Regions from separate parts of the Ovis aries genome. Here region 2 is linked to region 1. The links are chromatin contacts, called in public Hi-C maps. All regions are on one chromosome and are shown on one strand. Each heading gives the region's core, a stretch centred on a gene start, on an enhancer-like site or on the middle of the called end of the contact. The rest is flanking DNA. Distances are from core to core; before and after follow the strand shown.

What was found. Hi-C and Micro-C count contacts between places; a contact is called where the count stands out from the background.
Region 2: a contact with region 1 is called in a Hi-C map of hypothalamus, with 2.8 times the contacts expected there. The contact joins the enhancer-like site here to the promoter of LRIG1 in region 1. A contact is called at or near these places in 4 of 16 Hi-C or Micro-C datasets (hypothalamus, skin fibroblasts and tail adipose tissue).

Annotation. Positions count from the first base shown.
Region 1 is chr19:35,076,519-35,080,227 of ARS-UI_Ramb_v3.0, reverse strand. It overlaps LRIG1 (leucine rich repeats and immunoglobulin like domains 1), which reads right to left and starts at 1,939. Exons shown (of 19, transcript XM_042235984.1): 1 at 1,120-1,939. The coding sequence starts at 1,337.
Region 2 is chr19:35,295,585-35,299,293 of ARS-UI_Ramb_v3.0, reverse strand. The region is part of intron 5 of SLC25A26 (solute carrier family 25 member 26); the gene reads left to right. Among named protein-coding and RNA genes, the nearest start is that of SLC25A26, 38 kb to the left of the region's middle. Within about 2 kb of position 1,698, at least 7 of the 54 cell types and tissues checked have an H3K27ac peak or open chromatin away from gene starts, as enhancers often do. A contact at or near this core is called in hypothalamus, where this site is marked.

The DNA.
Region 1 (3,709 bases), core at 690-3,189:
GTTTACACAACTCCGTATTTGTGTTTTCCTGAGAAGTGGCCCACCAAGTCCCAAAATCCTGACGGCACAGAGATGAGCCTCTTGCGGGTTAACACACTCTGCTGAAATCAGAGTCTGGCACCCGAGTCTCCCGCCCTCTCCCTAAGTAGCATTACTCCAAGACTCATTTGCACCATTTATAGAGGAGAAATGCTACAGGGTAGGCCCCAAGATGCACTGGATCGGCAAGCCCTAGGAGTTCCCTAGGGAGCAGACAGGAAGGATCTGGAACACAGTTCCCTAAGATGCCAACCAGGGGGGAAAGGACCAACTTCCAGCAGTCATAGATCTCCAGGAACTGAGAGTCCCCTAACTCAACTCGGGGAGTCCTCCAGACTTTTCTGCGGGGGGCCAGAGCCAAGTCAGGCCACCAGACTGGTGGATGAGGAGGCGGCTACGCACACTCTCACTAATAAATGATGTAAATGGAAGACTGGAGCCAAAAGTCACCTTCATTCATTACCCACTGAAAGGCCGAGCAGCTCAGACAAGAGAGGTGGATTATAGGAGAGGGGAAAAAGAAACACTTGCGGACCCCTAGACAGACTTCCTCACACTCTCCCCTCCAGATGTTTCCCGCTCTCCACCCACACAGGCACACTTACCTCCTGACTTTTCACTCACCCTCTTACCGCCACACTCCCACCCACACAGCAACTCCCAAATGGCCCTCACGAGCCACGCTCACTCACCTCCAGACCCCTACGACACTTTTTCTTCTCCAGAACCTCAAGACCCACATTCGCTCACCTTAAGACCCCAAAGACCCACGTTCGATCTCATCCTTCCCCCCACGAGGTACACTTCCCGCCTTAAGACCCCAAAGACTCACGCTCGTGCACCTCCACACACTCACGAGACTCACACTTTTCCCATCCAGACTTCTTCGCACGCAGTCTCCTCCAGATCCCCAAGGACCATGTCACCACTACAATCCCACACTAACAGTTTTGCAGCTCATTCAAAGCTGACACACACGCAACTCAATGTGTAGCCCCTTTTCGAAGAAGCACCCTAGCTGTCCCGTTCGCAAGTGACAGCCCCCCGGGGCGCGAGGAGGGCGTAAAGGGCGGCACTTACAGACTCCGCGTCCAGGCGGGCAGGTCCCCTGGCAGCGCCGCCAACCCGCGCCCGCCGCAGTCCAGAGAGTCCCCAGCGCAAGCGCAGGCGGCGGCGCAGGGCGCCCGCGGGCCGGCTGTGGCCGATGCGGGCTCCAGCTGAAGCAGCAGCAGCAGCCAGAGGAGAAGACAAGGCGAGCGGCGCGGGGCCCCGAGCGCTCCGCGGACCGGCCGCGCCATCTTGTCTGGAGCGCGCAGCGAACTCCCAGTGCTGGGGCTGCAAAGTCCGGGGCGACCGCCGGCACGGGCGGGCCTGCAGGAGCTCCGCTCCGCACTAGGCTCAGTGCCGGGGCATGGCTACCAGCATAAGTTCTCTTTGCGGTAGAGACTCTGGCGCTCAGGGGGCCCCCGGTGCCTGGGCTACTCTGCAGAGCCCGGAGGGGGCCGCGAACCCCGCGCCCATCCGGGCCGACCCGTCCGTGCTCGCTGAGAACCCCACGGAGCCCAGCAAAAGGTGCTTGGCTGACGCTCCTCGTTCCCCCGCCACGCTCCTGGCCGGGCTTCGGAGTCCCCGCGCACACCAAGTGCCGCCGCCGCTGCGAGCAAGGAGCTCGGGTTCACAGCAGAAGCTCTGCGCCCGTAGGCATATTCCTCGCGGCTCCAAGCGTCCAGATGCAGACTCCGGGCTGGACGACGCGGCCACCCCCGCAGTGCTCCAAGGGCCCGGTGCGCCTAGCTGTCCCAGCGCCTCAGGCAGAGCGCGCCCGCGCGGTCCCGGGCTCCGCACGCCGCTCCGCTTAGCTAGAACCCCGCAGACCTCGCGGCCGAACAATCAGCCTCTCGCCGCTCGCTTCCCAGCGGCCCAGCCCGGGCCGGTCCCGAAGCCCCGCCCCCGGCCGCTCGCCCTCACACACCCCCTGGGCTCGGCCGCCCGCGGCCTCCTGCCGGCCCACGTTGGATGCTTTGCAACAGCGCCCCGCCCCGCCCCCGGCTGCTGTTCATTGGCTGCCGGGGTCCACGGCGGGCCAGTTTGTACGCCCATTGGAGCGTTCACCATGATCCCGCCCCTCCCGCCTCTCCGGCCACCCCACCCCAGTCTCTTTTCCCACCCAAGGTGTGAAGGGCGGGGGACTGGGAGGAGAAAGGGAGAGTCGGCCTCTGGCTCTTAAAGGGGACTTACTGACTGATGGAGGAGGGGGATGCACAATGGAGAGAGGTGGAATAAAAGTATGCCCTCTGGGTGTACGGGAGGAGAAAACTTCGGTAAAGAAGGCACTGCCCCCACTTTGGAGCGTTCTGGCCTCAAAGTTTCTTCCCTCCTTCCAGTCTGCACACAGGGCCGGCGACTTAAAGTTTACACCCATTTTCCAGATGTATGCAGATTTAAAACTTCACTAATCTACTGCTGGGGGCATCTTTAGTTATTTTGTTAGGGGTGACCGCCTTCCTCTCTCACAACCGGGAGCTCTTTTTGGCTCCTGACTTGTTCCTGACTCCTTAAATGTAGCAATATGTCCTTGATTACTAAAATGAAAGTGTAATGCGGGCAGAAACCGAATCGGAAAGGTGTACGCAGTGTCACCCCCATCCCCACCTCTGCCCTTGTGAGCTGAAGGGTTATCCTGGAAACACTCCAGCCTTCGATATAAAGGGGTTGCTTTGTTTGTTTAAATCACATCCTTTTAAAACCAGTTTTCAAGAAGTTATACATCAAGAACTCCTAAGAGACAGAATAAAAAGAGAAATAATAATTCTTACCAAGTTACTAACTTTGGCTCCTACTGGTCCGACAGCAGTAGCCAAGTGTTAACGACAGCGCAAAGAGTAAGGCGCGCACTTCGCTCAGGGGGGCGCGCGCGCACACACACACACACACACACTCACACAGAGTAAAAAAGTTACAAGATTAGCACATTAAGATATAGCTGCTCCTATCGGCGTTGTGGTTTGCTGGTGTCTCATGTCCCTTCCCAAGAGCACGCAGGTTTCTAACATAACTGCACACATTGTCAGGAAAATTAAGTGAGTCGTGTCTGTTGAAAAACATTTGCTCCAGCAACTTAAATCTGACTTCTGTGTTACCAAAAAGAAAGGAAGATGTTCCTCAGAAAGAAAAAAAAAATTTAAGTATTGCTTCATTTTTGATACATTCTATGGGGCTGCTTTAATTGAGATGTTAAATTTTCCTCAGTCAAGAAAACTTCTTTTCTTTAACCAAAACTGGGTTTGGGCTTGGTAGTCACGTGGTTGCTGGTTTCCTTTCTTTTTGTTCCCTCCTTCCCCTCCTTATCCTCCTCCAGCTTCTACTGATTCACTATGCTATCAGCTACTGGTGCCTCCTGTTTTCCTTCCTTCCTCCATTCCCTCCTCCGTTTCTCTCTTTCTCCTTCTCTCTCTCTCTGCAAGATCTCAATAGTAATGCCCAAAGCAAAGCACAAATATGTGTGTAAATTAATCCAAATATGATTCCCAAGGAACACTATCAGAAAAAGGCTGTACCTGATCTATTCTACCAAGACCTTAACCAGCTTTTATGTTTCATTTGTGACCCAAACTAAACATACACCATCCATTTGGACAAGAAGAAATATACCTCTTTGTTACAATGCCTT
Region 2 (3,709 bases), core at 449-2,948, 220 kb before region 1:
TCAGATGCTGTTAGACACCGTGACCATTTCAGAATGCTGGGGGAACTCTAAGGGAACTTGGAATTATGCTGGGTTGGGACTCAGCCTTTGACACACTACAGTAGAAGATCTTTGCATTAGAGAGGTGATGAAATACCAAAGAGTATATCCTTTTCTAAGGTTTCTGTCTTCTTAACCCTTGAAAAAAATAGTTTGTATAAAGCTGGTTTCATTAGAAGAGTAATTAGTTCCCCCCATTCCCCTACATCTTTAATAATTCACTTTAAAGGGGAAAAAGTGATTGTAAATCTTTCCAAACTTTTTTTTCCCCTGAACTTTTAATGTGAAATTGTTTTTCAGTTAAAATCCAATGCAAACATATTGAACCTTGTTTTAATCCTACATAATTCATTTTATTAACTATGACCAAATAGAACATCTGTTAAAATTCCATAATGTTAGCTTCATGGGAAAAGAAAAAAAAAGTCCGTTTGCTCTTGGAATCTGTCCATTGTTTTATTGTTGAGGCTTTCAGTAAATGTGTAATGAGACATTCTTATTAATGGGAATATTAAACAAATGAAAATGAAATACTGCCTTTAATCACAAGCGGTTTATAAAATGAGTCACCTAATTACATTTACTTTAGTGTAACTTTACCGTAGAGATGGTCTATGAGGAATGAACAGTACTTCATTCTTTAATCCAGAGAGTAAACTTGTTACTCCTCAAATACGGATTTCAGCCTACAGTTTTTCATCATCTCTTAAATAAACAAAGTTTTAGAAAGAACAATTTTGTAAAATTATCTTAATGTAGAAAGATTACTTTAGCCCCTCAGTGCATATTTTCTCGTGTTTTGTTTACATGAAACCAGCTGCTATTTACTTTTCTCGTTCTTAGGACAAATTTCATTTGCACTGTACAGTTTTGAAAGGGCTACATATTCCATTGTTGCATGGTGGCCGTGTTGTCTGGAAGGGATACCCGTTCATGTCTGTAGAGCTTCCGGAGAAGTAAATTAATAGCATGAATCTTCAGTGGAAATGTAAGAAAAGCTGTTGAATAAAGGTGGAAACTCTCTCTTCCTTTTAAAGGTGGAAACTATTTCTTCTCTTTAAACGTTAGCATCATATACCATAATATTGAAATAGCTGTGTCTAGGGTGTTTGTGCTTTTTCATCTCATGTGAAATATCCTGTCTCTTCACATTTGTGTTAATTTAGATGGCAGAGTGATTGTAAAGAACAGAGGGGCTGACTACAGTGGCTGAACTAAAATATGGTTGTCCCTAAAACAAATTTTTTTCTCTTACAAGAAATCTGGAGATGGTCCCTCTAACGCTGGTGTACTGGTTAAATGATGGACATCTAGGAACCAGGCTCTCTTCATTCTGCTTGCGGAACCCTAGTACTCTGGCAGAATTACTCATGATTATAGAATGGCTGCTGCACTTTTGGGCCCGTGGCCCTTGTCCAAGCATGAAGTGGGAAGGGCAGGGGGTGTTATCTGTCACTCTGTTTACTTAGAAGACAAAGGTTTCTTGGGCCAGGTGTCTAAAGCTCTCCTGAGTTGCATGGGCATTGAGATGTTTGTATACATTGTGGTTTTTCGGTGTCGTAGATAAAGGCAGGCACAGAGGGTGTTGGGACTACAGATGCTGAGTCACCAGCCTGCAACATCTGCTCTGTTCTCTCTATTGTAGTTCAAACTGAGTTGCTTCAGAAGGGAAACAGTCTCATGTACCCGTGACTCCAGTTGGGGATCCTGTTGTTCACATTCAGATCACGTCTGGACTACAGATTTTTGGACATTTAATTCTACTTTGTAAATTTTGAAATCTGTTCTTTTTTTCTGTCACCTTTTTTTTGGTGAGCATAGTGTGGAAGCTCTTCTTCTAAAATCATTGGTCAGTCTGTAATCTTTAATCTGGAGATGGACTTTACTTCAGAATTACTTATTTTTCATACATTTTTTATTTTAAAGTGAAGATCTCAGAATACCTATAGTGATATTTGAAGTAATAGCTAACGCTGACCAAGTATTTACAATGTTTCCGTGCTACATTCTTAACATACCCTCGCATACCCTTACACTAACCCAAAACACGATTCATTCTTTGTGGAAACTGAGGCTTAGCAAGGCTGTGGTTCGCCCAGAGTCTCGCATCCAGTAAGGGAGGAAACTGAGGACTTGAACGCTCATGACATTAAGCCCTGTGGTGAGCTATGTATTTTGCATTTTATACACAGACAAATTTTTCAGGAGAAGAAAATCATATATTTAAAATTCAATACTCTATATTTTTTATTTTTGCTCATTTTTAAACCTTTAAGTAGACATTAGTGTCAGGAGTTTGGGAAAAATAAGTTCTCAGTGGCTAAAGGTTTCCATGACATGAAAAGTTAATCAGAGGACGTAAATGGAGACTCCGTGTTGATAGAGATGTTCATGGTGAATAGTGGCTTGTAGGTGCCCAGTATTCCGTATGTCTGCATGATTCGTTCTCACATTCAGGCGTCACTTCACGTGCCCCTTCTCTGAGGGGCCTGATGTGACCACGCCAGCTTACATATACACCTGCCAAAACCCTGCCCGGTTACTTGGTACCCTGGCAGGCACCATTTCTTATTTATGAATTTGCTGCTGTTCTTCTTCCTTCCTCTCTTCACTGGAAGATACTCTCTTTTGAGAGCAAGTGCTTCCTGCGTGTTTTCTTCCCTACTGTAAGTCCAACACCTAGAGGAGTCCTTGACGTACAGCACACTCAGAAAGTATTCAGCGAATACAAATCAAGTACTTAATCACACATTTCAGAAGTAGACTAGTTCTAAATACTTAGATATTTAAAATCTCCATCAGATGCCCAGACTGAGATGTATGTGGCAAGAATTACGAAGTCCTAACTTAATTCCCAGACCAGTTAGTGATTTTCTGCCGTCTGAACTTTCTGCACTTCCAGTGAGTTTAATTTTCTCCTTGTCTTTTCTTATCACATTTCCTGGTATTCTTGAGCCTTCTACAAATAGCCCTTATTTTAATTTTGTCACTTCTTGTTAAGTGTTGGTCTTATGAATATTTTACATATGTAAAACTGTTTTTGAAATGACATGTGAAAATAGCAACTTATTCATTTAGAAACTCTTTCATCAGCTATGTGCAACTTATACACAGTGAACACTGGGTAGAAATTACTCTTGAGATGCTTAGGATTGTACATTGTCTTATTGACTGAACAAGCACCGTCTTATAAGAGATATTAAAAACTTTGTGTATGAAGAAAACCAAATGTGAAGGTAAAATCTCGAATGCTTATGTATAAATCAAGGATTGTGGTTGCGGGGAGTCCTGTAAAAGAACTGTTGGAAGTGCTTACCTGTGGGTTTTGTTGTCTATAGCACATTACCCTGGGAACATACAGTGATAACAGTTACAGTTTGAATTCTGGGCTTGAATTTACTTGTGTAGTGTTGTCCAAAGAAATTTGTTCGGGTTTTCCCGTTACATCATATGGAAAACCCTGAATGAACTTTTTGGCCAACCTAGTATTTTTCTAATTTTCAGATAAAACTATAAAGTATTGACTTTTTTTTCCTTTAAACACTGATCATTAGGCTGAGGCTTGGAAAAGTTAAGCAGTGCAGCTAGTATATATGGTATATGGCAGGTCTGGAAGCAGAGACCCAGCCTGTGTGTTGCCAAAGTCGGGGTTTCTGGTTATACTTTGCTT